Linked DNA regions of Mus musculus: regions 1, 2, 3, 5, 6 and 7 are each linked to region 4. The links are chromatin contacts, called in public HiChIP or PLAC-seq and promoter capture Hi-C maps. All regions are on one chromosome and are shown on one strand. The core of a region is the stretch at or near the end of the contact, and the rest is flanking DNA. Distances in the headings are between cores, read along the strand shown. Region 1 holds the start of Stmn1 (stathmin 1). Region 2 holds the start of Kdf1 (keratinocyte differentiation factor 1). Region 3 holds the start of Nudc (nudC nuclear distribution protein). Region 4 holds the start of Dhdds (dehydrodolichyl diphosphate synthase). Region 5 holds the start of Aunip (aurora kinase A and ninein interacting protein). Region 6 holds the start of 1700021N21Rik (RIKEN cDNA 1700021N21 gene). Region 7 holds the start of Gpatch3 (G patch domain containing 3).

Region 1 (4,265 bases), core at 1,232-3,731, 470 kb before region 4:
TTCCTCCAGGGAAAGGTCCTTCTTCTTTGGGGGGGAAAGGGGGAAATCGGGGACAGATTCTTTTGACCGAGGGCTGAGAATCAGCTCAAAAGCCTGGCCTGAAGCGCGCTTCTCCAGCTCTTTCACCTGAATATCTGGAGTTGATCAGATGCATGATAATGAGAAAGACCCGGCTTGCTTATTTAAATAAAGGGTTCTATAATTTTTTTTTTAAAAACCAATAATTCTAAAAAACAAGCAGAATGAAAGCTAATGAAGGTGTTTGTAGTAATCGAATCAAAATACAAATCAAAAGAAATCAAGTAACATTTTTTTTTTAAAAAGCTTAACATTTTGGACTAACAAATACCATCTTGAGGAATTAGTACTTGACAGTCACTCCCTAGGAAACAAAGAATGGTGTGTGTAAAACCCCACATTTTGCTTTGGACCAAGCCAAAAGTATGAATGGCTGAGATTTCTATATATTTATCCAACTAATAAACATTTCTCAATTGCATTTTTACTTGTAAATTAAATTTTGAAAAGAACACAAATGCCAAATTAAAAGCTTAAGGCCTGCACCACTTCCTATTCTAAAGCCATAAGCCCGCCCTGATTTCAGTTTTCTAAATCAATTACCTACCAGAAGATGCCATGTCGAACAGAAGACAAGAGACTGGCTGTATACTCTACACAATCCACTGGCAAGGAAAGCCCTGGAACGATTTTTCAAAGCATGCAATCAATTTCTCCACATTTCTCCTATGTCATCAGCACAAAGGGGTCTCAAATCACACCCTTGACAATGTCAGGAAAATCATTATGTGAAAATCAAGAAACATCATTAAAATATCAATCTAGAAACACTGGGACATATTGAGATATTTTCATTGAGTAACGCTGGCAGCAGAAAATCAAATTAAATGATATTCTTCAAAGAAAGAAAATCTTGGAATATCAAAACTCAGGGGTTCAATCACAAGGTTGAAGAATTCCGTCCCTTAATGTTTTTGTCCTGCCCAACATAAGATATTCCAGATTCAACCCAACAATGAGATCGGAGCCATCTTAATTCTGTCTACAACTCATTGTGCAATTGAAATACCCACCCCTGCTTTGTCTGTGTCTGCCACGGTGAATAACACCCAAGCTGGCAGCCAATGATATTCAAGTCCTATTGTTCCTAGGGTTTAAGCTACTAGCCTCACAGTGAGAAAATGAAGTTGTATGAACCTCTAGGTTTCTTTTGAGGGCAGGGTCTACTTAATCCAGGCTGGCTGTAAAATTACAATCCTCTTGCCTCAGCCTCCTCAGGGTAGAGGGGTGGGGTTTAGCCCACTGGGTTAACACTTAACATTTGCAAAGCCCTGGGTTCCATGTTCGATGCATACATGGGCGGGGGGGGGGGGCAGCTTCTGAGTGTTGAGATTACAGACAAGCGCCACCACACCCGCCTGAGGTTTGTCACATTTGATGCCTTATGTCGCAAACATTTTTTTCAACAGTTCTCGAGTATTTTTTTTAAAAAGATCACCATTCTTTTAGCCCCGAAGCGTATGACTAAAGGTTCCAAACACTAGACACTGCAAAAACGAAGCAACGAAAAAAAATGCATTTATCTGTAGCAGAGCACCCAACGCAGCAGACTACACAGCATGGGCGTGGTCCTGGCCCAGGCGGGCAGGCTGGCGGCCCGGGCCAATCAGAACACGCCCTACGCTCCGGCCCCTGGCCCCGCCCCTCGGCTCCCCGCGCCTTTTCGAATCTCCGCGAACCTCTCCACGCTCGGGAGCCCGCGCGCGTGGGCAGCGACAGAATGGGCGGGGCCAACGGTCCTCCGGGGTGGCCCCGCCCCTCTCGGGCTGGCAGCGCGCGGCCGTCTGCCCCCCAACTCCCGCCAAAAACACCTCGCGGACACGCAGCCCTGGGGTGGCTGTAGAGGGCTCGGTCGCACGGCCTTCACCCACTGACGGAGTGCCCAGAGCTGTCCGGGACCACCGCCCCGAAGCCCCGGGAGACCGGGCGGGCGCCGCCCCTCAGCAGCACGAGCGCCCCCAGCCTCGCTCTCCTTCAGACAATGGGGACCCCCCGAACAGCCGCGCCCGCCGGGCGGTAGATGCAGAGGACGGCTCACGCCTCCTATTGTCTCCACGCTCGCACCCGGGCTAAAGCCCAGCGCTGGCCGCGCCCCCTCCCCTCCAGCCCGCATCTCCAGGGAATAGGGACAAAAGCCAAGGCTCCGCCCGAGCTCCACACAAAAGACCAACGCCCCCCACCCGCTGGGGCTCGGGGTCTCCGCCCATCTCCTGTGCCCGGCTGGGGGACCCGCCGCGTTCCCGGCTGCTCCCCAGCCCGCCGTAGCCTCCGCCTAAGCCAAGCCTGCACCCACCTGCTCGGTCCGAGCCGCCTGGCCACACTCTGAGCACCAACAGACCTGGGCGCGCACAAAAGCGCCAAACAGCGGCACGTGACCCAGACCAGGCGCTCCGCATTGGCTGCGGGTGACGGCACGTGCCAGTCCCGCCCCGAAGCCTGGAGAGCACCGCCTCTCTGGAGAGAAGCATTTCGGGAATTGTAGTCCGGGCCAGGGGGGCAGGAGGACAATGCTAGGGGTGGGGCACTCCTGGTGGGGGGTCTCTCTAGGTGTTAGCCGGGACTAGCGTGGGTGGGTGGGGTGTCTCTGATCGGAAGAGCATTTGGCTGCGGCCGCAGGACTGAATCGGTTATGGGACTCTCTTTAGGAAAACTGCAGGGCGAGGTGAGGAGCAGGGGAGGGGTCGGTCCTAACCTACTTCTTTTAGACCTCGACCGACTGGACTCTACCTCTACCCAGCCATAGGAGTTTATTTGGCTCCCTAAGCAATATCCCTTTTGATGCCATACCCCTCCCGGTCGCCTAAAACGCCCGAAACCCTGTGACAAGATAGTGCCACTCCACGCCCCTGCACGATCCTCTACCCTCGGTGTCCTATCACGGACACACGGCAGCTTGTCACCTGTAGCGCAACAACGCAGTCCCTAACCCATTTCCTACTGGCAGATTACGGGCGTGGTTCTTCCCTTGGCCACTTGCATTCTACCCTTCAGCCTCCCGAGCTGGAAACACTGGGATCTAGGCAGGACAGCGGGAGGCTCTGGAATCTGATCTTGGGTTTAACAAAGCCACTAAGCTTAAAGGCAGACTCCATCTGGACTGCTAAAGCCTTGCGGTGACAGGAAAGGGAAGGGAAGAGCGATGGCAGTTCTAGATACACTTTGCTCCTTTTGTTCTGAAAGCACGTGCTCCCTAGAGCGGGGCTGGGCTCACTTTGAGAATGTAAACAAAAGGAGCCACAAGGTCACGGTTCCCTCTGGCCGGGATAAAGCAAAACTATAGCAGAGACACAAAGGAAATTAGCGTGACCCTGTCTGTCTAAGAACCTCTTCTCTCTGCTGACCAAAGCTGTGTCCCCACGAGGTGGTCATTTCCCCAAAGCACCTGCTCAGAAACTCTTCATTGGGTTTACCATTTTATTAATGGATTTGGTCTCTCAAAAGCCAACCCATACATACAACAGCTTCTGTGGAAACAATCCTAATTTTAAAACAATCCTACATCTGCTTAACCAAGAGGGAAGCACCCGAGATAAAATACAATAGGCATACAGGACAGTGAAAACTGTATTGTGCAGACAACGTACAAAGCAAGCAATTGGCAAAGTACAGTTGTCTGGAATATGCTTATAGAGGCATATTTTCCAGCAATTGCCCTTGCGTGGGGTCAGTCTCCCTCTGCCCCCGCCCCAGCCAGTCTAAGTGGTTCTTGCTTAGCATGTGAACAACAGGAGCCAGTTCTGCGCAGTGGAAGGCTTTTCCCTCTCAGAACGCAGTCTCACAATGGCCTGATGCTTCAACTTTCAGAATGGATCCCTGAAGTCATTTTTAGAACTGGACAGGAACGAGGATTAGACCTTTCTGAAAACTGAGAAGCTGGGGGAACACAAATGTGCAGAGACCTCCATAGCCACGAGGTTCGGGAACTTCTGAACCAGCACTTTGTCTTGAAGTCTTTGTATTGGATTTGGAGATGTGTGTGCAAGATCCCACCCATGTGATACATTTTTTTTTCAAATACAAGATATGCCACGCAAAAGTCTCATATTTCTATTAATGTTGTGACAGAGGAGAATTAATCTCTCAAAACACTGATTATTTTGAAGCATTTATATCATCCCACCCCACCCCCACACACACCTTTCTCCCTAGAGCAGATGTCTATTTCCATGGAAACCACAGCTAAGAAT
Region 2 (4,211 bases), core at 1,560-4,059, 480 kb after region 4:
GGTAGGGGAAGAGACAAAGGACTTAGACTCTAGGCGGATCAGAGCAGGAACTAGCAGTCCCAGGGAGCAGTGTGTGCCTGTGTGGGAGGATGCCATCTTAGGAAGTGTATAAACGGAAGGAGGCAATCTCCCTCTGAATACCTCCCAATCTACTGCTCTGTTTAAAAAAAAAAAGTATATAAACAAATTGTATGAAGTGACTTTAAAGTTCTTCACAATTGAATGTGGTGGCACACAGCAGTTATCCTAGTACCACAAAGGCTGAGGCAGGAGGATCATACTTTGAGATGAACACATACTATATAGCAAGACCCCATTACAACAAAAAAATGTTCTTCACAATCCAGAGGGAGATAACTAAATGTTTGCTCTGATTTGATTAAATGTGAGTTTGGACATGAATTCATTCCGTCATTTAACAAATACTGAGGACCTACTGTGCACCCTACACTCTATGGACAAAGTGGTAAAACAGACTAGCTCACCTCAGGAGAGTTCCCCTCTAGTGCAAGTGACTGTGGACAGCTTACATTACTTTAACCATGTTGCCTGTAATAAATCTATTAATTCTCAAGGCCTTCTAGGTATTATCCCACTCTACTGAAGCACAAAAGTTAAGTAAGTTGTCCAAAGTCACACTTGTTTCTTAAGATAGGCTCTTATGTACCCCTGGCTGGCCTCAAACTCACAATGTAGCTGGGACTAGGACTGACCCACTGATTCATTCTCCTGCCTTCACAAGTGCTGGTTTATGCATAGCTGGGGATCTAACTCAGGGTCTAATGCACGCTAAGTGTCTATCAATAGAGCTATAGCCTCAGGCCCCCACAAGCACACTCTTCTTTGTACCCAGTTGGCCTGTCCTCAGACCCTCCCCCACTCCTTGCCCAAGTTCTCAAGAGGATTCCTCTACTATCCCATCCCATCTGTGGACTTGTGAGGAAAGGGCCAGTTAAAGCTGCCAGCATGAGCTGGCACCTCTGGAGGGCTTGCATCTACAGTCCTACCATCTGTCCTCGGACCCCCCACAATGATTGTCTGTGGGTCTGTAGGAGTATCATGGGTCAGTGTTTCTCTCCCCACCACCGACGGCTTAGGACTGCTACTGTTCATTACACTGTCCACGGGCCAGCACTGTGCTTAGCACTGAGGAGACGGCAGTGAATGGGCTAGAAACCGGCTCTAGCCAGAGCTCTTCCACGTTATTCAGTCCTTACAACTGCCACGTGAATTATTTACTGTCACTGTACAGTTCAGGAATCGGAAGCTCAGAGAACAGAGAGGAGAGATCAAGTAAGTCAGCAGGCTGGGAAGGAACAAGATTTGCTGCGGGGCAGGCCAGGCTCTTCACCCCAGGTACTCTGCTCTTGGTGGCTCCCTCAGGTAATTTCAGAACTAGAAAGGCTGAGCCAGGCAGATTCTTTGAGTTCAAGATCAGCCTGGGCTACCCAAGAGAGAGACCCTGTCTGAAACTTAAACAACCAAGCAGTCAGCCTTCCTGTTTGTGGTATGAATAGTGCCTTGCATGAGCGTCCCTTCAAACCATCCATCTACACCTTCCTTTTCCCACGATTGTCCCTGGTCCATCCCTCCTGACAACCCAGTGACACTGCTCACTTAATTTAGTGGGACCAATTTTTGCCTCAATTTTGGCCTGGGACAAGAGTCTTGGACCCAGCTTCCTCATCTTTAAATAGGTTCATCTTAGAGTAGTGAGGTGGCCCACGTCTGTAATTCCAGCACAAGACACGATGAGATGATGAGGACTTCAGAGTCATCCTTGGCTGAATATTGGGCCTAGCCTGGGCCATATGAGACCCTATCTCAAAAAGCAAAACAAAATATATATTAAATTAACTTAAATATAAGTAAATAATAAACCAATGTGACGTAAAATAAAAATGGAAAACCTCATCTCTCAAAAGAGGAGAGATTAATGTCCTTCTAACCCTCTACGGAGGTATGGGGGTTGGGGGTGGAGCTCCGTGTTTAGCAAAAGCCTGGGAAGACACACTCTTGGCATTCTCTAACTTGGCAGCGTTCGAAGGCATCGCAAGGATGCCTCAAGGTCTGATGGCCCCAGGATTCTCTGATTTCTCACTGCCTTCGCCTTTCCGACAGTCCCCACAAAACACAGAGACAGACGGACAGACAGACAGACTCGGGGGCTCTCCATGGGCCCTCCTCCCTGTGTCCCCAGGACGAGCCGGCTGCAGCAGCCTCTGTCCAGGCAAACGTATGGTCAGCGAGCCGCGCTCAGCTCTGCTCAGCTCGGGCGCAGGGTACTGTGCACCCCCCTGGCACAGCCCCAGCCACTGTCTCATCTGCAAGCAGGAGCCGCGCGCGTCCAGGCGGCAGGGCTCGCGTTGCCGTCGGGGCGCGCACCGCCTCGCTTGCCACCAGCGCCGTGGCCCGCGACTCCCGACGCTGTTCCACGCACGGTGCTGGGTCCTAGCACCCCAGGGGCCTCTCGGCCCGCCCAGCCCAGCCCAGCCCTGCGCCCGTTCGGGCCGCTCCGGCCGGGCCCCGCGCACCCCGGAAGTGGACGTCGGGGCCCGAGGAGCAGGGCCCGCGCCCCGCCGCCGTCCAGGCGCGGCCTCCAGGGTCACCCACCCGGGGCTGCACCGCCCCGCGCCCCCGCGGACCCGCGCCGGCCTTACCTGCCCAGCCAGGTGAGCCGCCTCCGCTCGGCCCTTCCCCCGCCCCCCTCGGCACTCACCTGGGTCGCAGGTAAGCGTCTCGCGGGAGCGCGGCACGGGGCGCCGCTGGGGACACACTTCCTGCCTCCGCCGAGCGCCGCCGCGCACCTGGCCGAGGCCCCGCCCAGCTCCGGCCCAGCCAGGAGAGTGAGGCCCTGAGAGGGGCCATCATCGGGCAACAGTGCTTAGGTCCCCTCTCTGCTCTATAGTCCAGTGTCCTGGAAGTATCGGAGAGCCCATGGGGCGCCTACCGGGCCGCAAAGCTCCTACTTAAAGGGCATGCATGCCTCCTGGGAAGCCGTCCGGGCCCCTGAGTCCCTAGCTCTGTCATGTGGAACAGTTCTCTGGACTCTTTATTATAGTTCCCAGCAGACTGTTGCTTTCCTGTCTTTTGTCTCCTCCTTTTAGCCTCTGACCTTGAGGGTAAGGTCTGGTCTTGTTTCCCTAGTACAGCGCCTGGCACATACCAACTGCTTAGTAAATATTCTTCACTGTTTGAATAGCTAGGCAATGATCTCTTGTCTATCTATCTGTCTGTCTACATATTCACTTATTTAGGTTTCTCTTTTTTTACATTAAATGTTTTTATATGTATGAATGTCTTGCCTGCTTGTACATCCATGCACCACTTGCGTGCCTTGTGCCCACAGGTAAGGGAGCAGAGGAGGGCATGGGATGCCCTGGAACTGGAGTTACAGAGGGTTGTGAGCTGTTATGTGAGCACTTGAGAGTCGAACTGGGGACCTTGGAACTTTGAAGAGCAGCCAGTGCTCTCTGAGGCAGAACTCTCTCTTCAGCTCCTCTTACCTAGGTCTTCCAATACAAGATCCTGGGAAGACCAGCCATATCCTGTCCTGCTTCGAGTCAAGATCAGCCTAGATCAGGTATGTTCCCAGGGGTGCAGCCGTAGATTGTTCAAGTTTTCTGAGACAAAGTCTCATGTACCCCAGGCTGGCCTCTAGCTCCCTATGTAGCCAAGGCTGCCCTTGAAGACTTGCTCCTCTTATCTATGGAGTGCTGGGATCACAGGCATGCGCCTCCACAGCCAACATAGTCCCTGATGTCTTTCTTGCTCTTTTTGAACTGTTTGACATGGGAGCAAGTCACTTTCCATTTTCCAGTGTCCCCTCTGTAGATATAGACCTCTCTAGCCAGATGTGGTGGCACATGCCTTTAATCCCAGCTCTTTGGAGGCAGTAAGGTGGACCTCTGTGAGTTCCAGGCCAGCCTGGTCTACAGAGTGAGTTCCAGGATTGGCAGGACTATGTAGAGAGACCCCATCTCAAAAAAACAAACAAACAAACAAAAAAAACCATGAGGGGCATGGTGGCACACACCTTTAATCCCAGCACTTGGGAGGCAGAGGCAGGCAGATTTCTGAGTTTGAGGCCAGCCTGGTCTACAAAGTGAGTTCCAGGACAGCCAGGGATACACAGAGAAACCCTGTCTCAAAAAAAACCAATAAATAAATAAATAAGTAAATAAATAAGTAAACAAACAAACAATTTTAAA
Region 3 (4,073 bases), core at 675-3,174, 450 kb after region 4:
GATCTACCTGCCTCTGCCTCCAGAGTGTTGGGATTAAAGGCATGTGCCACTACTGCCTGGCTAAGTTTCTTATTTTTTAAGCTTGACAGAAACTCTACTTTGACAGTGCTTTTCCTTATTGTCTGCAGGGTCAAAGTGGTGTTTGAGGATGTAACGCCCTTGGCGCACTCGGGCCCTTCCTGAGGACAGACTGACATCATGGTTGTTGCTGTCAATCCTATTCAGGAAGAGAAAACTGAGGGAAAAGATACCTGAAGAGTGAGAGAAGGCTAGGACTAGGATTACTATAGCCCAGAGTCTGAAAGCAAGCCATTTGCTCAGAGAAGTCCAGGCCTTCTGTATTAGGGTTTCTCTTCTCTTCTCTTCTCTTCTCTTCTCTTCTCTTCTCTTCTCTTCTCTTCTCTTCTCTTCTCTTCTCTTCTCTTCTCTTCTCTTCTCTTCTCTTCTCTTCTCTTCTCTTCTCTTCTCTTCTCTTCTCTTCTCTTCTCTTCTCTTCTCTTCTCTTCTCTTCTCTCTCTTCTCTTCTCTTCTCTTCTTTTTTCTTTTCTTTTCTTTTTCTTCTCCTCCTCCTTCTTTTCTTTTTTCTTTTCTTTTTTTTTGAGACAGGGTTTCTCTGTATAGCCCTGGCTGTCCTGGAACTCACTCTGTAGACCAGGCTGGCCTCGAACTCAGAAATCCACCTGTCTCTGCCTCCCAAGTGCTGGGATTAAAGGCACCTGCCACCACTGCCTGGCTTGTACTAGGGTTTCTTTTGCTGTGATGAAATACTATGACCAAAAACAGATTGGGGAGAAAAAGGTTTATTTGGCTTACATTTCCACATATTAGTCCATCTTTGAAGAAAGTAAGAATAGAAACTCAAACAGGGTAGGAACCTGGAGGCAGGAGCTGATGCAGAGATCATAGAAGGTGTTGCTTCCTTATAGAACTCAAGACCACTAGCCCACAGATAGCCCCACCCACTGTGGGCTGACCTTCTCCATCAATCACTAATTAAGAAAACACCCTACAGGTTTGCCTACAGAAGGATCTTAAGGATGCATTTTCTCAATTGTGGCACCCTCCTCTCTGCTGACTCTAATGTCAAGTTGATATAAAATTAATCAGCACAGCTTCTAACATGGAGATGACCCAGACCAGCTCTCAGAGACCTCAATCTGATAGAAGGAACCTGCTCTTTGGGAGTGACGTTCAACCCTTAAGAGTTCCTATTCCAAGGTGTGAGATAGCCAGGCTCTCTGGAAAAGTTAATGTAATAATCTTGTAACAGTATAGCACTCTCAGGTTTACAAAGTAATAAATAAATGTACGCGCCGGCGGTGGGGAATCTTCAGGCTATACAAGCCTGCATGCAATCTCAGTGCTTGGAAGTGAAGGCAGGCAGGCCAGGAACACAAGTTTGTCTTTGCCTTGGATACACGGGGCATGTCTCAACAAAACAAAACAAGCCATCACCTCTGCCGTCAACAGCAACGACAAAACAAACAAACAAAAAAACAGAAAAACTAAGGATTTTCAGACAGTAATGAAAGAGCATTAATCCTAGTGCAAACAGTTTGTAAAACTGTTCTACTCAAACTACAGTTTTGTGCTCTTTTCTTAAACGTCTAGTAGGTTGACCCTTTGGTGAGTGCTTTCTTCCTGAGTCTTAACTGCGGCTTGTAGGAGGAGAAGGCTAACAGTATCACTTGATCAAAACTTCCAGCCCTATTAAGATGTGAGCTCAGAGCTTTCTAGAAAGCTCCCAGGTATCTGGTGACCATAGCAACTCAAGCCAAACTCTGCGGCAGCGAGCCCCGCCCACTGCCTTGGGACCGCGACTGTTGATTTGCTCCTCGGCTTAGCCAATGGCCAGAGAAGCGGGTTGTGTTCCGGGAGCTCAATGGGCACCGATGGGCGGGGAGGCGGGAAGAAAGCCGGGAAGGGCGAACCCGCACGGCCGGGCGGCTCCTGCGTGTTTCCGGCTCCGCTGCGGAAGGCTAGCGAGGGGAGCCGTTGGGCCCGCGCGAACCGTGGGGAGCGCGGGCATCGCAGAACGCGAGTGCGGAGCTCGGGGCGCAGCACGATGGGAGGGGAGCAGGAGGAGGAGCGCTTCGACGGCATGCTGCTGGCCATGGCGCAGCAGCACGAGGGCGGCGTGCAGGAGGTAAACGACGTGGCCCGCGCCGCAGCCCTTCTCCGCGGTCGGCCGAGACCTCCCCCACCCCGGCCGCGCGGGTCCCCGGGTCCCCGCGTCCCAGCTTCCGGTCTGCCCAGCCCGCGAGTGAAGTCTCGCTCCAACGCCGTCAGCGCCCTGCACTTAGCCCCCAAGAGCAGTTTTCGTTGTCCCAGAGTGACCCCAGAGCTTCCGCACCCACTCTGCGCTCCACGGGTGTTTCTGCTTTCATTTTAATGGTTACTGTGTAGAGCATCCCTAATGGTGGTTACTCTTTAGAGCATCTCTGGGCCGACTCTTCTCGATATGATCTGCATCTTACCCAAAGTGGAGCCTGCCTATCAATACTGTGTAGGGTAGTGAGAGCCCGGGGGGGCGGTTAGCACGTGGTCTCTTTATACTTGAAAGTATACTGACTGAGGAAGTGAGCCGGAGACCTGTAGGTTAAGCTCCCTCCTGGTTTATCCTCAGTTACCTCGTCTGTGAGGTGAAGCTTAGGAATATCAGTTCCTGTTGTTTTTTTTTCTTGAGTCAGGGTCTTGCTCTATATCCCTGGCTTACGCAGAACTTGCTATATAGACCAAGTGACTTCCAAATCAGGGTTATTCTTCCTCTGTCTTCAGAGTGCGGGAACTTGGATATGGGCCACCCTGCCTAGCACCTAAGTACTTGTCATTGTCGTGTACCAGACACATAATAAGACTGGGTCCTGGGGATGCAGACACGGAAGAGACTAGGCTTTGCATTTGGGGAATTTGTTGAGGGTTTCTTGCTTTAAAAAATTATTTGGAGCCGGGTGTTGCTTTAATCCCAGCACTCAGGAGCCAGAGGCAGGTGGATCTTTGAATTTGAGGCCAGCCTAGTCTACAGAATGGGTTCTAGTACAGCTTGGGCTACACGGAGAAGCCTTGTCTCAGAAAAAAAACAAAACCAAAGAAATTTATTATTATTATTATTATTATTATTATTATTAGTAGTAGTAGTAGTGTTTGTGACAGGACAGTTTTAAGGGGCCAGTTTATTCCTGCCACCAGTATCTGGGTTTTTAGGGTTGAGTTGCTAGGATTTTGAGGCAGTCAATTTTACCCAGTGATTCATCTTGCTGGTCAGGATAAGATGGTGCGTGACTGGAGTCCTAGCACTGGGGAGGAAGAGGCAGGAAAATTGCTACAAGTTAGAGGTTAGCCTGGTCTGTATAGCAACTTCTAAGCCAATCAGGGATATATAGTAAGACCCACAAATATAATAACCCCCAAATAACCCATAGGTGATGTTAAATGGCCAGACCTAGTTCACACAGTGGGTGTGTAGCAGATGAGCTGGTAGAGGTAGAAAACCCAGATATTACATTCTGTAAGCACCTGAGGGTCAGAGAGTGACAAGTTTACCCAAAGCCAGGCCCCCAAGTCCCCGAGGAGACGGGCTCCTGCCACCCGTCACTGGGGATGGCTTTCCATTCTGTCTTGGTCAGAGTGACCACTGCTGTGATGAAGCAGGAAGAGCAGCTTGATGAGAGGAAAGGCTTTATCTTACTCACAGGTTCACAGAACAGCTCATCATCAAAAGTAGTGGGGGGCCAGAGCTGGAGGCAGGAGCGGATGCAAAGGCCATAGAGGGGCATTGCTTACTGGCTTGCTCCGCCTTTCTAGAACCCAGGACCATCAGCCCAGGGATGGTACCGCCCCCAATAGGCTGGGTTCCATCCATCTCTCCTTAAGAAGCTGCTCTAGAGGCTTGCCCGCAGCCTGATCCAATGGAGGCAGTTTCTTAATTGGAGTTCCCTCCTCTCTGATGACTTTAACTTGTGTCAAGGCACATAAAACTGGTTGCCACACCTTCGAAGTCTTTTTCTCTAGGTGCCTGTGTTAACTGAGGGCTTCTAAACCCTTGAAGCGGGGGAGTCTTGTCTAATCTGCAA
Region 4 (3,851 bases), core at 708-3,207:
GGGTTGGGGGGGGATACTTTACCAAAGGGAAACGTAAGTATTAACCGAAAGTGGATTAAATAAATCCTCAAACTGTTACCAGAGCAGGGGGGTTGTGACCCTTTAGCTAATTGCACCAAAAGTTAAAACCCAGCGTCGCTAACTACTAGGCTTCTGTGAGCTAAGAGGTCTTCCTGAGAAAATGGTGTTATTGGCAGAAGCTTCAGGGCTCACAAAGGGAGGACAAGTGAGAGCTGATGAATGGGCCATTCATCTCTACAGCTTTGTTGAGTCATGCACGTTTTGTGCCTTCCTCAGGTAAAGCTCGACAGGTGACATCTTACCCTGTGTCATTGAGCCTACGGGGCAAAAGTTTTAAAAAAAAAAAAAGGTTCGTTGGAATTGTGAAACCCTATTACAGATGCAAGTATGATTTGAAAGAAATACTAGTTGCATCAGATACTGAAAGTTCAGTTTTTTGGCTTGTGTGTGTGTGTGTGTGTGTGTGTGTGTGTGTGTGTGTGTGTGTGTGTGTGTGTGTGAAAGCAGAACAACTTCTTCCCTGTATCATTAAATACATCAAGAGGCAAGACAATGGATGATGATGATAATACTTTTGAGGAGGCAAGTTTCCCGAAGCCCAGTCCAGGCCCAAGTTTGTTCTGTTAGGTATCTAAAAGTCCTTCAGACTAGCTATACAGCTAATGCTTTTGAGTTCTTGCTTGACCCCCAAAGCTCTCCACAAGTGGCTTATGGTGTTTTGTTGTATGTTTAAGATTGTTTCTATTTTTGTTTAGTTTTGAGGTTGAGTTTTCCTGTGTAGGCCACGCTAGCCTCAAACGCCCTAGGTGACCTAAACTGCTGATTGCCCTGCATTCGCTGCCACCATGCTTTTTTATACTGGGCTGGAAACTGAACCCAGGGCTTCTAGCCTGCTAGGCAAGAACTCTACCACTAGGGCTCTATTCCCAAATGCTACGGATTGTGGTTTTGGAAGTCCTAAGAGTAAAGCTCTTTCTGACTTGTCCTCCTAAGTTCATTAACGTGGGTCTTCGGAATCTGCAAATTATAAAGTTGCTTTGCATCGCTCCCCAAAAGTGACCAGCGCAAGAAACCCTTCTGATGCGTTAGCAGCATTAAAAGGCGACAAGTAAAAAAACACGTCAGAATTTTTTGAGGAGACAGTATCCCCTAGATCAGGGTGACTAAATTTACTACGTAGCAGAAAAGACATTAACTAATTCAAATGGCCTCAGCCTTGAGTGCTGAGTTCAGTGACGACGTGCCATCAGTTTCGGCTAAAAGAACACTTTTAAGACAATTTTGTTTTTTTAAAGATTAATTTTATGTATGTGAGTACACTGTCGCTGTCTTAAGACACATCGGAAGAGGGCATCAGATCCCATTACAGATGGTTGTGAGCCACCATGTAGTTGCTGGGAATTGAACTCAGGACCTCTGGAAGAGCAGTCGGTACTCTTAAACTCTGAGCCACCTCTCCAGCCCAAGACAAATTTTTAAATAAACGCAGTTCACTTCCATGGTTTACGTCCATATCCCCAGCAGTTGGGGAGACTGAGGTAGGAGGACTGTCAAAATACGACATTACCGTGTCTCCCATAATATAAGCACTGCGATCATCCATAGAGAAACTCAATTTTGAGGTGGAGCAACCGCATCCTCTCTCCCTAACAAACTGCCACAACACCTGAGACCACGCAAATGCGTGGGCCGAACACATCTCGATCCCTCAGGCTCAACTCGCCTAACGTGCAGGGCTTGCAATAGGAGACCCAAGAGGTAGGAGTATCGGCTCACGTGACCTCGGCCTCCCAGGCGCTGTTTCCACGCCCCGCGAGAGCGGCCACCAATAGCCAACTCGCAAGAACTCGCACCGCTCCGCCCCCGAGTACGCAGGGGCGGCCCCGCCCACCACGGACGGAGGAGGCGGAGCCAATCACGTAGAGGTGACGTGTTCTTTCAGCGCCAAGTCGTAAGTCGCCCGGGAGTGGTGGAAAAGCGCCTTCTCCTGCGTCCTAGGTGGGGAGTAAACACAGAGACCCAGAGGAGGGGAAGCTGGATGTGGAGTTAGCTGCGGGAAACACTAAAGTCCAGCCGGGAGAGTGACCATTGAGGTAACAGATGCGGCATCCAAGGAGGGTAGTGATTGGTTAGCTTAGAGTGAGCAATGGTTTGCGGGGCAATAGAGAAGGAAGTTGTGGGGATTGACCAAGCAAGATGTAGGTACCATGATGTGGCAGGATATTTGGAAGAAATCAGTGCACGTAAGGATAAGAAAGTGGGAACTACCTTGCTCCAAAGGTCTCCCGTTGGCTTGTAGAGGCCTGAGCGGATTAGAACAGTCTCTGGATTCAGACGCGTGTTGCCTGCCACAGTCCAGCAGAGTCTCTTTAGTCAGTTTTATTGCAAGCAAGGATGACTTCTCTCTCTTTTCATTTATTCAAGGTTATCTGGCTGTTTTTTGTTGTTGTTGTTGTTCTTGTGTGATTTCTGACATAGCAAGAACTATGTCATGGATCAAAGAAGGAGAGCTGTCACTGTGGGAACGGTTCTGTGCTAACATCATAAAGGTGAGCAGTACCCCGGGGGAAAAGTTGACCTTTTGGATAGTTGAGTAGTTCATTATTAAATTGTAGCAATCCCAATGAAGTAGAATTTAGTAAAGAGAGAATCTTGAAATTATAATGTAGTTTGAAGGGCTGCATTTCTAGTATTTATTGTACTGTGTGACTTTTTTTTTTTTTTAAGGCCAATCAGGGTCTCTTAATATCATTAGATCACATAGACTGTTAGATTTTCCTTCTGGAAAACTGAATTGTGCCGTTGAGAGTGTCAAAAGAGCTCACTGGTCAGGTGCTTTCTTGGTATTCACAAGACTCTGAGTTTGAAAAAGGAAGAGAGACTGTGACTCTGAATGGGAGGGAACAGAAATTTGTCTCACTAGAGTTGTAGTTCTCAACCTGTGGGTCCCAACCCCTTCAGAGGTTGAACAACCCTTTCACAGGGTCGGATATCAGGTATCTGACATTACGATTTCCGATAGTACCAGAATGGCAGTTATAAAGTAGCAGTGCAAATACTCTCATGGTTGAAGTCAGCACCTGAGGCGCTATATCCCAGGCTCACAGCATAAGGACAGCTGAGAACCACTGCCCCAGCGTTTCCATCGGTTTCTCCTTGCAGTGTCTTCTGAGTTAATGGTTCTTTGATGGTTAAAACTTTAACCATCTGCTCTAGAGACAGACATCCGTGAGGAAAACTGTTATTTACCAACCATGTGGCTTAACAAACTTGTCTTTTTTGAGGATTAAAAAAAAGAAATACACAAAGAACGTGGCACAATATCTAGTGCCAGTCCGTTATTTATCTTAGTATGGTGATATATAGTGTACATTTAGAGTACAGAGAACAGCTTTCAGGATCGGGCTTTGGGACAAGTACCTTTACCAGCTCAACCATCAAAGGCCCCCATCAGGAGTCACAGCCATGTCATATTCTGTGCCTGAGAGAGGTTTGGATGCAAGCCAGTCAGCCTGGCTTTAGTTTTTAGATACAGACTGTCGAGCAGTGTTTTAACAGTGAATTTGCGTCAGTAAGCCTTGTATTTCCACATACCTACAAATGTCAAATAATCACAGGGAGTCCAAAAAATGAAAACTCTCTCCTTAGGAAACTTTGCCTCGTGTTGGCAAAAATAAGTGTAGGAGACAAAGGCAGAGGAGAGAGGAGGGATGAGCGTGAGAGATGGCTCATGGCTCAACGGATAAAGGTTCTTGCCACCAAGTGTGGCAACCTGGATTCGGCTCTCACAGCTTACATGGCAGAAGGAGAGAGCTGTAGAAGTCAGGCCC
Region 5 (4,236 bases), core at 284-2,783, 510 kb before region 4:
CATTTGTGTGTGTGTGTGTGTGTGTGTGTTAATTACAGGCAAAGCCAGGAGTATATCTCACAGACTATATGTTTACATTTCAGAACACATCGATTTATTACCTATTCCGAAAATGTTCTTTTTTTTGGTTTGGTTTTTTTGTTTGTTTGTTTGTTTGTTTGTTTGTTTTTGTTGTTCTCGAGACAGGGTTTCTCTGTATAGCTCTGGCTGTCCTGGAACTCACTTTGTAGACCAGGCTGACCTCAAACTCAGAAATCTGCCTGCCTCTGCCTCCCGAGTGCTGGGATTAAAGGCGTGCGACACCACGCCCGGCTCCAAAAATGTTAAGAGGAAAAAAATGTGAAAGTTTGTTACCCTCAAAAAATTACTTCAGCCAGGCAATGGTGGCCTTTAATCTCAGCACTTGGGAAGCAGAAGCAGGTGGCTCTCTGAGCTCAGGGACAGCCAGGACTACACAGAGAAACGCTGTCCCCGGGGAAGAAAATGACTTCGGTTGTAAGATGACTTTAAGAATCCTCAATTTTTCAGTCGGGTGTGGTTGCACACGCTGATCGTAGCACTAGGGAAGCAAAGAGGTGGATCTCTGAGCTCAAGGCCAGCCAGCTCTACACAGTGAGTTCCAGAATAGCCAGTTACATAACAGAAAAAAAACCCTGGCTCAAAACAAAACAAAAACCAAGAATCTCCAATTTTTCATCAGCAAAAAATGGTTAACAGCTGCTCTTTAGACTGCTAATCATACTATTTAAATCTCAGATCTCCACCTGTTCCATTCAATCTGCTTTAATAGTCTCAAATCAACAGCAATCTTTCTAAACTCCAAAAGTCACATTTCTCTTGAAACTACTTATGGGGACATATCATGTTCTGCCTAGGTAATTGGACTGATACTAGCATATAGCTGGACCAAACAAGGTAATATTACTTAAAACCCTAAACACAACGGCCAGCATAAGATGCTAAACAAGCAATTGTCTAACACTTGTTGGTAATAAGCGAACTGGGGGAACCTGGATTACTCAACCCTCTTTCACTAGTGAAAAAAAAAAAGATTAATGACACAGCCAACGCATATTAAACGCCCAATTAGTCTCCAGCACCCCAGGGATGCTCATTTAATGTTGGGCCAGATCCCCGATCTGATCTGCATTTTCCATGTTGCTGGTTCTGGCAAACTGGGTAGACCGCACCCTGTAGGTGACCAGTCGTGGAGCCCTTCCCAGCATGCCACAGGACGCCTGAGGCGCCAGTTCAAAGGCCTCACGCTGCCAGTCGCCCCGAATCCCGTCCTCCCTTTATGCCGACCCCCTCCCTTCAGGCGTCCCCCAAAGCCCGCGTATCGCCTCAATATTGGCGTCCCACCTGCATCTTCCGCCTCTTCAGCGCCGCCGCGTCCAACCACACACCACACGCCTCCTCCTCGGGCCCTCTATGCCTCATGGCGGCCGCGCACCGCGCACCACTGCAGCCGGCGTTAGCGCCAACCCGCGTTCAGATCTCCCGCCACTGCAGGAGGCAGGGCTCTGCCCGGCCGTAATGACGTAAGCCCCGCCCCTAACCACGCCCAGTGCGCTAAGGAAGCCGGGCGGTTCCCGGGAGCTCTTCCTGCTTTGCTCTTCATTCCTGTGTGGACTCTGCACCCTCTGCATGTGTAGGTCACTACCAAGTTTGGTTTGGCAGGACTGCACTTTTTTTCAGAAATATATATATGAATACATATTATAATATGTAATATGTATCCACATATATAATATGTACTCATATAATTTGTGACTATACTATATAAGTATTATAGAATACATGATAAAATAAAATACATGCATATACTCTATAAGTGAGTGTATATTAATATATTGTGTTGATATATTTATGTAAATATATTTATGCATAATTTTTAAGAATTATGTTGGGGGGTGTCTGTAGGCATGCGCGCATGAGCATAGGTGTAAATGGAGGACAGAAGAGTAGGATTCCGAGGATGGAGCTAGAGTATAGGCTCTTCTGAGTCACCATATAGGAGCTAGGAATCAAATCAGGGTCCTCTGCAAGAGCAACCAGTGCTCTTAACCGCTGAGCCATCTCTCCAGTCTCAGACTGCACAGTTTTACTCCAGAGCCTCCCCTCCTGGAGCAGTGGAGCCAGGTTCTAGACCCCACTCTAAACCCTTTTGTCCCTGGCTGACCCAGTGGTTGGTTACCCGACACTAGGGGTTGCCACTAATTGGCATGTAAGAGTAACTGAGCCAATACATGGAAGATCTTTGAAAACATGAAATAAAAAATCGAATCAAGGAATTGGGTGGTGGAACCACAGGCCTTTAATCCCAGCAGAGGCAGGTGGATTTCTGTGAGTTACAAAACAAACCTGGTGTACAGAGCAAGTTCCAGGACAGAGAAACACTGTTTCAAAAAAAAAAACAAAAGAAACAAAATTGGAATCCAGGGATGAGGCTGTAACTTCATTTGTTAGAGTGCTTGTCTAGCAGGCATGGGAGGCTTAAATGCAAACACTTGAGAGACAGAGGCAGGCAGATCTCTGTCAGTTCAAAGCAGAACTAAAAGAAAGTTTGTAATTATTATTTAGAGTTACAGGAGATTGTGAGCCACCCAATATGTGTGCTGGAAATCAAACTCAGATCTCCTGGAAGGGCAGGACACACTCTTAACCAGTGAGCCCTCTCTCCAGCCCTGGGTGAATATTTCTTGTAACTTTTCGTATGTCTGGTTTTATATAAATTTTATATATGAATTTCATATGTATTACACGAAAACCCTTAGAATATATTATAAGTGGCGGGACATGTCCTATCTGTTTCCTTATTCATCTGCAGTTCTGGGGACTGAATGAAGTGTCTCATGCAAGGCTCTTCATGAGCAGTTCCCAGTCCTTTCTTTACTTCCAGACAGAATCTCTCTGTTTCCCAGGCTGGCAATCTGGCCGATCTTTAATCCCTCAAAATGCCAGATAGGAATATAATTACACACATGCGCACACACACACACACACACACACACACACACACTGCATTCCCAACAACAGTTCTGTGAGACCCCAACTTAAAGTGTTTCTCCCTGGAAGGTAAAGCCCCTAAATGTTCCCCAAGCTTGTTTTCCCTGATCTCTAAAAACACAGCCAGAAAGAAGCTCTTTGTTCTCTATAGCCAGCAAAAAGCCTTTTTGTTTCTATACTTTACAACCAGAGATGCCTGCCTTCCTGTGCGGAGGACTCGGGAGATAAAAATTCAGAAAGAACTCACTCCCCACTCCTGCCTTGTAAATTTCACCAAGGACACCTGGAAGAGAACTCTCTTCCCAACTCCTCCCAACTCTTCCCAACTCCTCCCAACTCCTCAGCTAGCTGTTAAAAGCCCTCTACTGTCACTGCTCTGGGTGGAACTCCCCTGCCCTTCTAGGTGCCAGGGGTTCGTCCTCAGCTAGCTGATAATAAAACCTCTTGCAATTTGCATCAGGTGGGTTATCTCTTGGGACGTTGGGGTGTTGGCCAGCTCATCCCGGGACTTGAGCAGAGGCCCAGCTCCGGGGGTCTTACAGTTCTACCCTTTGGTAAAAATGTACCATGAACCCCTACGGCTCCACATGCACCCCTTCAGCACCTGCAGCTTCATGCAAAAAAGCAAACAAGAAAAACCCAAAAAAACACAAAAATCCCACCTCCTGTGAACAGGGCCCCTCCCTGGAACAGGAGTCAAAACAAAGAGGAAGCAATATCATAGTCATTTTATTGAATCTAGGGCATATCAGGGACCAGCCTTGGCTCTCAGCCCCAGGGACCAAACTTGCCTTTAGCCCCCCTGAACTCCCTGCATCTCTGCATCTCGAATCTCGGTACAGGCTTCCCTTTTGCCTGCAACGCCCTTCTAAGCTCAGCCTGCAAACTCCTCACCCTTCCTAAGCCAAGGCTCTGCGTGCCCTGCAGTGCTGACTAGTCAGCACTTTGAGTTTTCCTTGACAATTCCTAACGGTTCTAAAGCCTGGAGCCCCAGGAAACAGTGAGCTAAGGAGTCATATCTCAAAATCATAAATGAGTTGTGGGGAGAAGCTGGAAACAGTGTGCAAGAGATACAGGCCAATGCTAGCTGTGAGGCTTTCTGGCTGGGCTGTGATGCAGGGATGTGGGCAGGAGAGGGGATCTCTTATCTTTGGAGACTCTCTGGAACCCAGCGATCCAGGCTGTGGTGCAGGGGACAGTGAAGTTAAAACACTACCCATCGTTGGG
Region 6 (3,811 bases), core at 154-2,653, 450 kb before region 4:
GACATGAAATTATTAACATTGAGAGGAAGCAGGGGACCACAAAGGGCAGTTTATCGCTAGCGCTTGCATCCTTTATAGAAAGGGGTTCTCGGGCCAGCAGCACGGCTCAACAGGTAAAGAGGTTTGCTGCCAAGTTTGATGGTCCCAGTTTGGTCCCTGGGAACCCACATGGTAGAGAACCAATTTCTGCAAGTTGCTCTTTGACTTCCAGACACACGCTGACTGTGACACACACACGCAATTTTTTAATTAAATGCTCTGATATCATTTGTGTAGTTTATAAATAATTGTAATATGGCAGTGTCTGGAAGAGAGTTCATCCTACTTCCCACCAGAGAAAGGGCCATGGGGTCTGAAGTGATGGCTCTGTCTCATTCATTGCCTTGGTGTTCCTTGGCGCGGGCTTTTCTCTTACATAACTCCCCTGCCTATGCTACAATCCTGATTAAAGCCGCTGCCCGCTGCCCCGGAAGTCCAGGCGCAGCCCTGTTTTTCTCTGTCCTCTCTTGCTCCTCCACACGCCTTGTCTCCGTTCTCTTACATAAGGAACCCGCTCACATGCACAGCTCAGAAGCTCAAAGCCCCAGATGACACCAGCCCGGCATCTCCTTTCACAGAATAAGATGAAAGCTAGGTACCGGCAGCTGCTCTGGAAAGAGGACCAACGACTTGGATCCCAGACCCCTCCCCTCCCGCCTGGGGTTTCCTGAGATAACCTGTAAGGGGAAGGTGGGGGGCTTGGCCCGCAAGGTCCCGGCCTGAAGGATGCCAGCCAGGCTGCAAATTAATGATATCAGTATAGCATCAAACGAGGGGACAATAAACCCTGTCACTTTCCATTTGCCTCTGGGCTCAGCTTCAGCTAGCTCCCTACCCAGACAAAGGCTGTTCACAGACTCTCTGGCCAGCCAGGTTTTCCAGAGAGAAAGTGACAGAAAGCTGGGCCAAATTGGCCTCTAGTGGCTAATACACTGGGATTCACATCTAAGGACATGGACCCTTCCTGGAGGTGACTGAGAAACCCTCCCAGGGCCCCAGGCCTCAGCGCTAGAAGGTCTTGTTTGCTCCCAAAGCTGAATAGAAGGCTATGTTATAACGAATGGGCGTTGGCCTAGAGGCAAGAAATTGGGGTTTGTCCTGTCTCTTGTTTTGTGACTTGGCGACAGTGGAGAGCCTGAAAGCCTGTGAGCTGGGGACAGATAGGGTCTCAGCATCCAGGAAGAAAGGAGGGTATGCGTCCCCTCCCCCACCACGGTGTCTACGGATCCTAGATGTAGAAGCTGCAGGTTGTTCTTTCCTTAGCAGCTGCTGCCGGTCGGTCTCCATGGCAACCAGGCCAAAGGACTGATTGGCCGGGGTCCCAGCTCTGGATCTTACCTTGAAGCTGGCTTTTTAACCTGTCTTTCTAGAAGCCAGGCCCACAGCCACTCCCTGGAGCCTCTGTCAGCGTCCTCCCTGCCACTGTGTGGGGACTGCACTGTGTGGGGAGTGCCAGCCAGAAACACATTCCCTGTGTCTCTCTTCAGGATACTTCCTCAGGAGAGACAAAGAGCTAGGTCCCGCTGGCCTTCTACTCATTGATGGTTTGTGTTTGCAAGACACCCCCCACCCCCATCCCCTCCATACCCCCGGGATGCTCTGGGTTACTGAGTTGTGGTCTGTAAGGACATATGGCTTAGGGAACAGGTCGCATGCCAGGAGATCACTCAATGCCCGCCGCCCCCCCCCCCCCGCCCTTTTCTGTTCCCTCAGGCTCTCTGTGCTCTTTTTGGTCTAGGGCTGGATCCAGAAGTCCTGCTGTGGCCTGTCTGGCTTTAGGAAGAGAAGACTTACAAACAAAACAAAAACTCAGGAGGCTGATTGTCACCTGCCCCAGATGTCCTGGAAAGTCAGATAGGTATCAGGGACTCACAGATCTCTCCCTTGGATATGATATTGGGGCTTTTTTTTGAGACAGGGTTTCTCAGTATAGCCCTGGCTGCCCTGGAACTCACTTTGTAGACCAGGCTGGCCTCGAACTCAGAAATCCGCCTGCCGCTGCACTCCCCCAAGTGCTGGGATTAAAGGCCACCACGCCTGGCTTCTGGGGCCATTTTTAACCAGGCAAATAGGTTTCCTGAGGAATGACTTTGGACTCCCAATCTTCCTGCCTTTGCCTCCCAAGTGCTGGGAGAACAGGCAAGCACCTCTTTCTATTCTTCACAGCTCCCTGGACACCTCAAGGAAGATGGTTCTCCATCTAGAAGGCCTTCCATCAATAGCCAGGTAGCCTGAGCTACATGACAAGATCCCGACTCAAGACAAACAGGCCTCATATCTAGTCATCATAATTATTGTTTATTTAGACTTGCTCCCTCCTCCCTCTGATTTCCCAGGAGCCTGTGGGTATCCTCAGTCTCTGAGAAAATAACAGCATCTGGTACAGGGGCTCTCGGTGCTTCTCCAGTGAGGCAGGAACAGATAAATGAGAAAAGGAAGGAATCAGGCTGAAGGCTCCCACTGCCATCTTGGATGAAGAGGGATCCAGAATCCAGCCTGGAGGTCATGTGATGCTCTCGACTTTTCCAAAGTGCCTCTTGTTGCTTCTCACCACAACCAAGAGATGCACAAGGAAAGGAAGCCCATACCCTGTAGTTTGCAAGCCCCCAGTGTGCCGGGAGGGACCTGCTCAAGGTCAGAGAGGAGCAGAGAGGCTGGAAAGCCCTGACTCCCTGGGCTAAGCCTGGGTTCATTCTACTTCCTCCACCAGCTTCGAGTGCCCCTGGAAACACCTGGCACGACAATCGGGAAATAAAAGAACTCCATGGCTTTTGTGGGGAGCCATTTCTTTTTAGCGAAAGCCGGGTCCAGGACTCCAGGGAAGGAACAATCTAGAAACACGAAGGCAAACACTCAGAGCTGCAGCGCTGTGATTTCCACATTCTGCCCACTTGCTCTTTTCCTCTTGGCAGGGATGGGGTGGGGTTGGGGGGTGATGTGTTTATAAAAAGATAGAGGGGGGAGAAGTTGTATGGATGTGTGGTGAGGTATGGGGGAAGGGGGTCCCTCGGTGAGCCCATGCTGAGGCATATCTTCCCCCTGAGGGACCAGTCACAAGATGGTATAGTACAGAATAGAATTTATTCAGGGCATGCATGGGGAGGTGAGTTACGAGGGTAGTAGAGGCAGAGAAAAGCAGAGAGAGAGAGAGAGAAGGGGAGGGGAGGGGAGGGGGGAGGGGGAGGAGGAGGAGGAGGAGGAGGAGGAGGAGGAGGAGGACGACGACGACGACGACGACGACGACGACGACGACGACGATGACGACGAAGAGAGAGAGTGAGGGGAATGAGGAGAGAGCGGGAACAGGAAGGCAAGAAGAGCACAGAAGACCAAGAAGAGGAGGGGCGAGCAGTCTCTTTCATAGTGAGTCAGACACTCCTGGCTGTTGCCAGGTAACTGTGGGGCGGAGCTTAGACAGAATGCTAACCGGGGTTAGGGGGTGACCTAGAACTGAGAACCCTCCCATCTTAGCCTCCAGGTGCTGGGATCACACCCATGCCATTACACCCGGCCACCCATTTGATTGTTTTCTCTCTCTGAGCCTCAGTTTCCCGAGCGGCGACAGGTGCCCACCCCACAGAACTGTTAGAGAATCTGTGAGGATCCAGGGGGGCCAGATGGGATTGGTGCCCCGCGAAGTGCCAGAGAATGGTGAGATTCACACTGCGAGAAGGAGATGCTCGGCCACTTGAGAAGGGCAGAGTTCACTTCAAGGAGGTTTGCCTGGGCTCACGGATCTGTTCAAGCTTACAGATCCAGCAGCTCTGGCCAG
Region 7 (4,150 bases), core at 1,275-3,774, 430 kb after region 4:
CTGTCACATACTGCGCATATCTGGTGTTCCAGACACAAATGATTTTTTTTGTTTTTCTTTTTTCTTTTTTTATTTTTTTATTTTTAAGATTTATTTATTTATTATATGTAAGTACACTGTAGCTGTCCTCAGACACTCCAGAAGAGGGAGTCAGATCTCGTTATGGATGGTTGCGAGCCACCATGTGGTTGCTGGGATTTGAACTCTGGACCTTCGGAAGAGCAGTCGGTGCTCTAACCCACTGAGCCATCTCACCAGGCCCACAAATGATTTTTTTAATGTGCACTAAACACAGAGGTGTTTTGCCTCTGTGTGTGTGTGTGTGTGTGTGTGTGTGTGTGTGTGTGTGTGTGTGTGTTGGATCTGCTGGAACTGGAGTTACAGAGGGTTGTGAGCTGCCATGTGGTTGCTGGGAATTGAACCTGGGTCCTATGGAAGAGCTGCCAGTGCTCAGCCATCTCTCCAGCCCTGATTTTTTTTATTACAGTTTCTTTCTTTCTTTTTTTTTAATAAAAGGTTTTATTTATTTATAAGTACACTGTAGCTGTCTTCAGATCTCATTACAGATGGTTGTGAGCCACCATGTGGTTGCTGGGATTTGAACTCTGGACCTTGAGCAGTCAGTGCTCTTACCTGCTGAGCTATCGCACCAGCCCCCTACGTTTTGTTTCTTTACTGCGGTGTGCACATTACAGTGCACCTATGGAGGCCAGGATATAGCTTGCTGGAGTTGCTTTTCTCCTCCCACTATGTGGGTCCTGAGATCCAAGTCAGGTCTTCAGAGCGGGTAGCAAGATAAGCAATCTTTCTTGGTAGCAAAGGATTGTTTTGAGAAGTCCATAAGAAAATGATGGGCTGATCAAATATGGTGGCATACACTTATAATCCCAGCATGGGAGGCACAGGCAGGAGCCCAAGGTTACTTCTTTTGTTTATTTATTTTTGAGGCAGACCCTGTCTGGTCTGAAACTAGACATGTAAACCAGGCTGGCCTTGAATATAGAAATTTGATTGCTTTTCCTGGGATTAAAGGGGTTCACTACCACACCTGGCTCAAGGTCATTGGAACTTTCATAGAGTTTGAGGCCAGCATAGATTACATGAGAGAGACACACACATAGAGAGGCAGCTCATGCTGTATGTCTTGATAAGACATTGCTCCTAAAGATTCTGCTTAAACCATAGCCGGCATATGCACTCGAGTGTGTGTGCACACGCGCACACGCACACACGCACACACACACACCTCTTTCTATGAAACTGTTTAACTTTGAGCTGATACCAGTTTTTCATTTTTGTTTTGTATGTTATTTTTTTAACTTTTGAGACAGGGTCAGAGCTAGATAGTCTTGGCTGTCCTGGAACTCACTTTGTAGACCAAGCCAGGCTAGAACTACAGAGATCCATCTGCCTCTACTTCCCAGGCACTAGAACTAAAGGCATATATACCACCACTATTGCTAATGACTCTTTAGGATGAACTGTTTCAAAATAATTTATTTAAACCTCTCCATCTGGCATTTTAAAACACCTGGCTTCCTTTTCCCCAATGGACACACTTGTGCCCAGCCCCTCTCTGCTGCCCCCAGCTCTTTCCTCTGCAGAGCCTGTCTTCCAGTCGCTAGGTTAGATTAGAAGAAACCAAGTTTCCTTTGTGCATTTCAAGATATGGTTCCTCTGTGTAGCACTGGCTGTCCTGGAATTCGCTCGCTCAGAGATCCTCCTGCCTCTGCCGCCTGAGAGCTGGGATCAAAGGCGTGCCTTAGCGCACCGGGCTCCAAATATCCTTTTTAAGAAATCATGTCAGTACAAAAATCACCACCCTTAGGGAAATGGTCCTTAAGAGGGGATACATTTGAAACTTATCTATACAGATCTCAGTTGTTTTGTCTGTTTTGCCTTGTAAGTCCTTGAGTAAAAACATGCAGATTGGGCTGAAAACTTGTAGCTTTGTCCAGAACTAACTTAAGCTCTAAACAGTGATAACCTATCTTAACCACCCAGGCAATGCGCCTCTTTTCCAAGGGCCGTGCGTCCGGTCCATTCTCTCCCCCTTACCTGAAACCTCGGTGGGAAGCCTAAGCCTGCGGATGAGACAGCGACCGGGAAGCCAGGTCCCCTGAGAGTCCAGCCACCGGCGACCGGAGTACATGCGAAGCAGCCGCTGGGCTTGCGCCGCTCCCCTCACCGAGACGACGCAGCAGCAGGTGCGGGTCTGGGCTGCCGCAGAGCCCCGGGCGCGGACAGCGCGGGCATCGGAGGCCGGAGCCTGGGCGAGAACCGGATCCTCAGCGGCGGGGTCCGGGCCAGCCCGGGCCGCCTCGGGACTCGCCTGCGGAGGGCCCCTCTCGGGCCGGTGCCGGTAGTGGAAGCACAGGAAGCCTCCGCCGCGCTGTTCCCGGAACTGGCTAAAGTAGCTCCGTAACTGAGCCGAGCGTAACACGGCAGGGATCCCGCTCACCACCAGGTAAACCGGCGACTCTTCGTCCAGCTCCCTGGGCGACGCCATCTTGGCCTGTCACATGATTGCTTGGCGTCCACTCTCGCGAGAGCACCACGTCTCGGATGCTGGAGTTTGGTCAATGTGGCATCGGTGACCGTTTGGTACTTGAAGTTTCGTTTTAATTGCTCTTGGGCCGAATCTGTGTTTCCAGCTCCACAGAAGATGGAAAACTCGTGCGATGGGCTGGGCTGTAGCTCAGTGATAGCTGGTCCAGCGTGTGAGAGGCTCTAAGGAGGAACCAGTGTAGAGCACCGGGATGCTGAGCGGGAGGTGGCGGAGGTCTGATGCAAAACTGGACTCTACAGTACCAACCCAGCCGGGCGTGGTGCCTCACGCCTTTAAACCCGGCACTTGAGAGTTAGAGGCAAGCAGGTGTGCGTGAGTTCAAGACCAGCCTGGTCAACATAGTGACTGAGACGGGGCTATGTCGAGAGAGCCTTTCTCAGGGCGCGGGACGGGGGAGATGAAGAGATGCCCCGGCAATTAAGAGCTTTCGCTGCTCTTACAGAATACTTGGATTGGATTCCCAGCACCCACGTACGAGGGAACTCTCCCATACGTAACTCGTTTCATGAGATTGGACACCCTCTTCTGACCTCTAGAGGCACATACGTGTTGCACATACATACATGCAGGCAAAATTCTCATGCACATAAAATTATCTGTAACAAACCGGGCGGTGGTGGCTCACGCCTTTAATCCCAGCACTCAGGAGACAGAGGCAGGCGGATTTCTGAGTTCGAGGCCAGCCTGGTCTACAGAGTGAGTTCCAGGACAGCCAGGGCTACACAGAGAAGTCTCGAGGGAAAAAAAAATTTTTTTTGGTTTGGTTTGGTTTTTTTGTTTGTTTGTTTTAGATTTATTTATTTATTATATGTAAGTACACTGTAGCTGTCTTCAGACACACCAGAAGAGGGCATCAGATCTCATTACGGATGGTTGCAAAGCAGTTGTTGGGATTTGAACTCCCGACCTTCAGAAGAGCAGTTGGTACTCTTAACCGCTGAGCCATCTCTCCAGCCCTCAAAAAGATTTTTTTTTAAATGTACAAATACATGCATAGACATCGAAAACTATTCCCAGAGATCATAGGCGAAAACCATATTGCCAGCTTCGGACGACCTCCGTACAAGGCGTTGAGTCCCTCACAAACAAACAGTATAGCTCTTGTGATTGTGTGCAGTGTTCAGGAAGGCCAGAGGAGGGCGTTGGAGCCTCTGGATCCATTTTTTTTTTATAAAGATTTATTTATTTACTATATGTAAGTACACTGTAGCTGTCTTCAGACACTCCAGAAGAGGGCATCAGATCTCATTACGGGTGGTTGTGAGCCACCATGTGGTTGCTGGGATTTGAACTTTGGACCTTCGGAAGAGCAGTCGGGTGCTCTTACCCACTGAGCCATCTCACCAGCCCTGGATCCATTTTTAAATTCATAGCGAGTGCAACTCTGCCCAAAAGTAGGCCCTTCAATTTCCTGTCATGGAGGAGGGGGAAGGCTCATGAGATCGCACCCCTCTCTAAGAATTTTTATACAGTTGATGGTTGATGGTGGGTGTAGGTGTTTCTGCTCAGATGAAAGGGTAATCCTAGAACTCAAGGGGAATGGTACCCAGTGGAAGGGCATCCTGGGGCATGGGAGCCCAG

What was found. Promoter capture Hi-C pulls out the DNA fragments that hold promoters and counts their contacts. HiChIP or PLAC-seq counts read pairs in DNA pulled down with a chosen protein or histone mark. Capture Hi-C pulls out chosen DNA fragments and counts their contacts.
Region 1: a contact with region 4 is called in a promoter capture Hi-C map of pre-B cells, with 4 times the contacts expected there. The contact joins the promoter of Stmn1 here to the promoter of Dhdds in region 4. A contact is called at or near these places in 8 of 39 promoter capture datasets (the 3T3-L1 cell line, 3T3-L1-derived adipocytes, the C10 cell line and 4 more), 3 of 484 Hi-C or Micro-C datasets (bone marrow-derived macrophages and embryonic stem cells), 6 of 115 datasets of contacts at active chromatin or transcription factors (bone marrow-derived macrophages, differentiating embryonic stem cells, embryonic hindbrain and 3 more) and 1 of 9 other capture datasets (macrophages).
Region 2: a promoter capture Hi-C map of liver shows a contact between it and region 4, with 2.2 times the contacts expected there. The contact joins the promoter of Kdf1 here to the promoter of Dhdds in region 4.
Region 3: a promoter capture Hi-C map of liver shows a contact between it and region 4, with 2.1 times the contacts expected there. The contact joins the promoter of Nudc here to the promoter of Dhdds in region 4. A contact is called at or near these places in 2 of 39 promoter capture datasets (hippocampal neurons and liver) and 4 of 115 datasets of contacts at active chromatin or transcription factors (large pre-B cells, memory CD8 T cells, microglia and 1 more).
Region 5: a contact with region 4 is called in a promoter capture Hi-C map of liver, with 2.5 times the contacts expected there. The contact joins the promoter of Aunip here to the promoter of Dhdds in region 4. A contact is called at or near these places in 2 of 39 promoter capture datasets (cranial neural crest and liver) and 2 of 9 other capture datasets (liver and macrophages).
Region 6: a promoter capture Hi-C map of liver shows a contact between it and region 4, with 2.1 times the contacts expected there. The contact joins the promoter of 1700021N21Rik here to the promoter of Dhdds in region 4. A contact is called at or near these places in 2 of 39 promoter capture datasets (hematopoietic stem and progenitor cells and liver) and 1 of 9 other capture datasets (liver).
Region 7: an HNF4G HiChIP or PLAC-seq map of pancreatic cancer cells shows a contact between it and region 4. The contact joins the promoter of Gpatch3 here to the promoter of Dhdds in region 4. A contact is called at or near these places in 7 of 39 promoter capture datasets (cranial neural crest, frontonasal cranial neural crest, hematopoietic stem and progenitor cells and 4 more), 1 of 484 Hi-C or Micro-C datasets (erythroblasts), 5 of 115 datasets of contacts at active chromatin or transcription factors (T-cell acute lymphoblastic leukemia, astrocytes, bone marrow-derived macrophages and 2 more) and 3 of 9 other capture datasets (adipose tissue, liver and pancreatic islet).

The regions. Positions count from the first base shown.
Region 1 is chr4:134,466,536-134,470,800 of GRCm38.p6, reverse strand. Stmn1 (stathmin 1) reads right to left here and starts at 2,481. Exons shown (of 5, transcript NM_019641.4): 1 at 2,372-2,481; 2 at 626-698; 3 at 1-134. The coding sequence starts at 638.
Region 2 is chr4:133,517,561-133,521,771 of GRCm38.p6, reverse strand. Kdf1 (keratinocyte differentiation factor 1) reads right to left here and starts at 2,809. Exons shown (of 4, transcript NM_133707.2): 1 at 2,720-2,809. Gm42323 (predicted gene, 42323) reads left to right here and starts at 1,914. Exons shown (of 3, transcript NM_001378703.1): 1 at 1,914-2,672; 2 at 3,511-3,583. The coding sequence starts at 1,963.
Region 3 is chr4:133,543,878-133,547,950 of GRCm38.p6, reverse strand. Nudc (nudC nuclear distribution protein) reads left to right here and starts at 1,924. Exons shown (of 8, transcript NM_010948.3): 1 at 1,924-2,146. The coding sequence starts at 2,066.
Region 4 is chr4:133,998,988-134,002,838 of GRCm38.p6, reverse strand. It overlaps Dhdds (dehydrodolichyl diphosphate synthase), which reads left to right and starts at 1,957. Exons shown (of 9, transcript NM_001362959.1): 1 at 1,957-2,114; 2 at 2,446-2,570. The coding sequence starts at 2,508.
Region 5 is chr4:134,508,296-134,512,531 of GRCm38.p6, reverse strand. It overlaps Aunip (aurora kinase A and ninein interacting protein), which reads right to left and starts at 1,533. Exons shown (of 3, transcript NM_001081099.1): 1 at 1,363-1,533. The coding sequence starts at 1,440. It overlaps Paqr7 (progestin and adipoQ receptor family member VII), which reads right to left. Exons shown (of 2, transcript NM_027995.3): 2 at 2,295-4,236.
Region 6 is chr4:134,447,763-134,451,573 of GRCm38.p6, reverse strand. It overlaps 1700021N21Rik (RIKEN cDNA 1700021N21 gene), which reads left to right and starts at 1,403. Exons shown (of 3, transcript NR_045800.1): 1 at 1,403-1,583; 2 at 1,778-1,897; 3 at 2,206-2,809. Gm30453 (a long non-coding RNA gene) reads left to right here and starts at 3,295. Exons shown (of 3, transcript XR_390824.3): 1 at 3,295-3,690.
Region 7 is chr4:133,573,119-133,577,268 of GRCm38.p6, reverse strand. Gpatch3 (G patch domain containing 3) reads right to left here and starts at 2,524. Exons shown (of 7, transcript NM_172876.2): 1 at 2,059-2,524. The coding sequence starts at 2,509.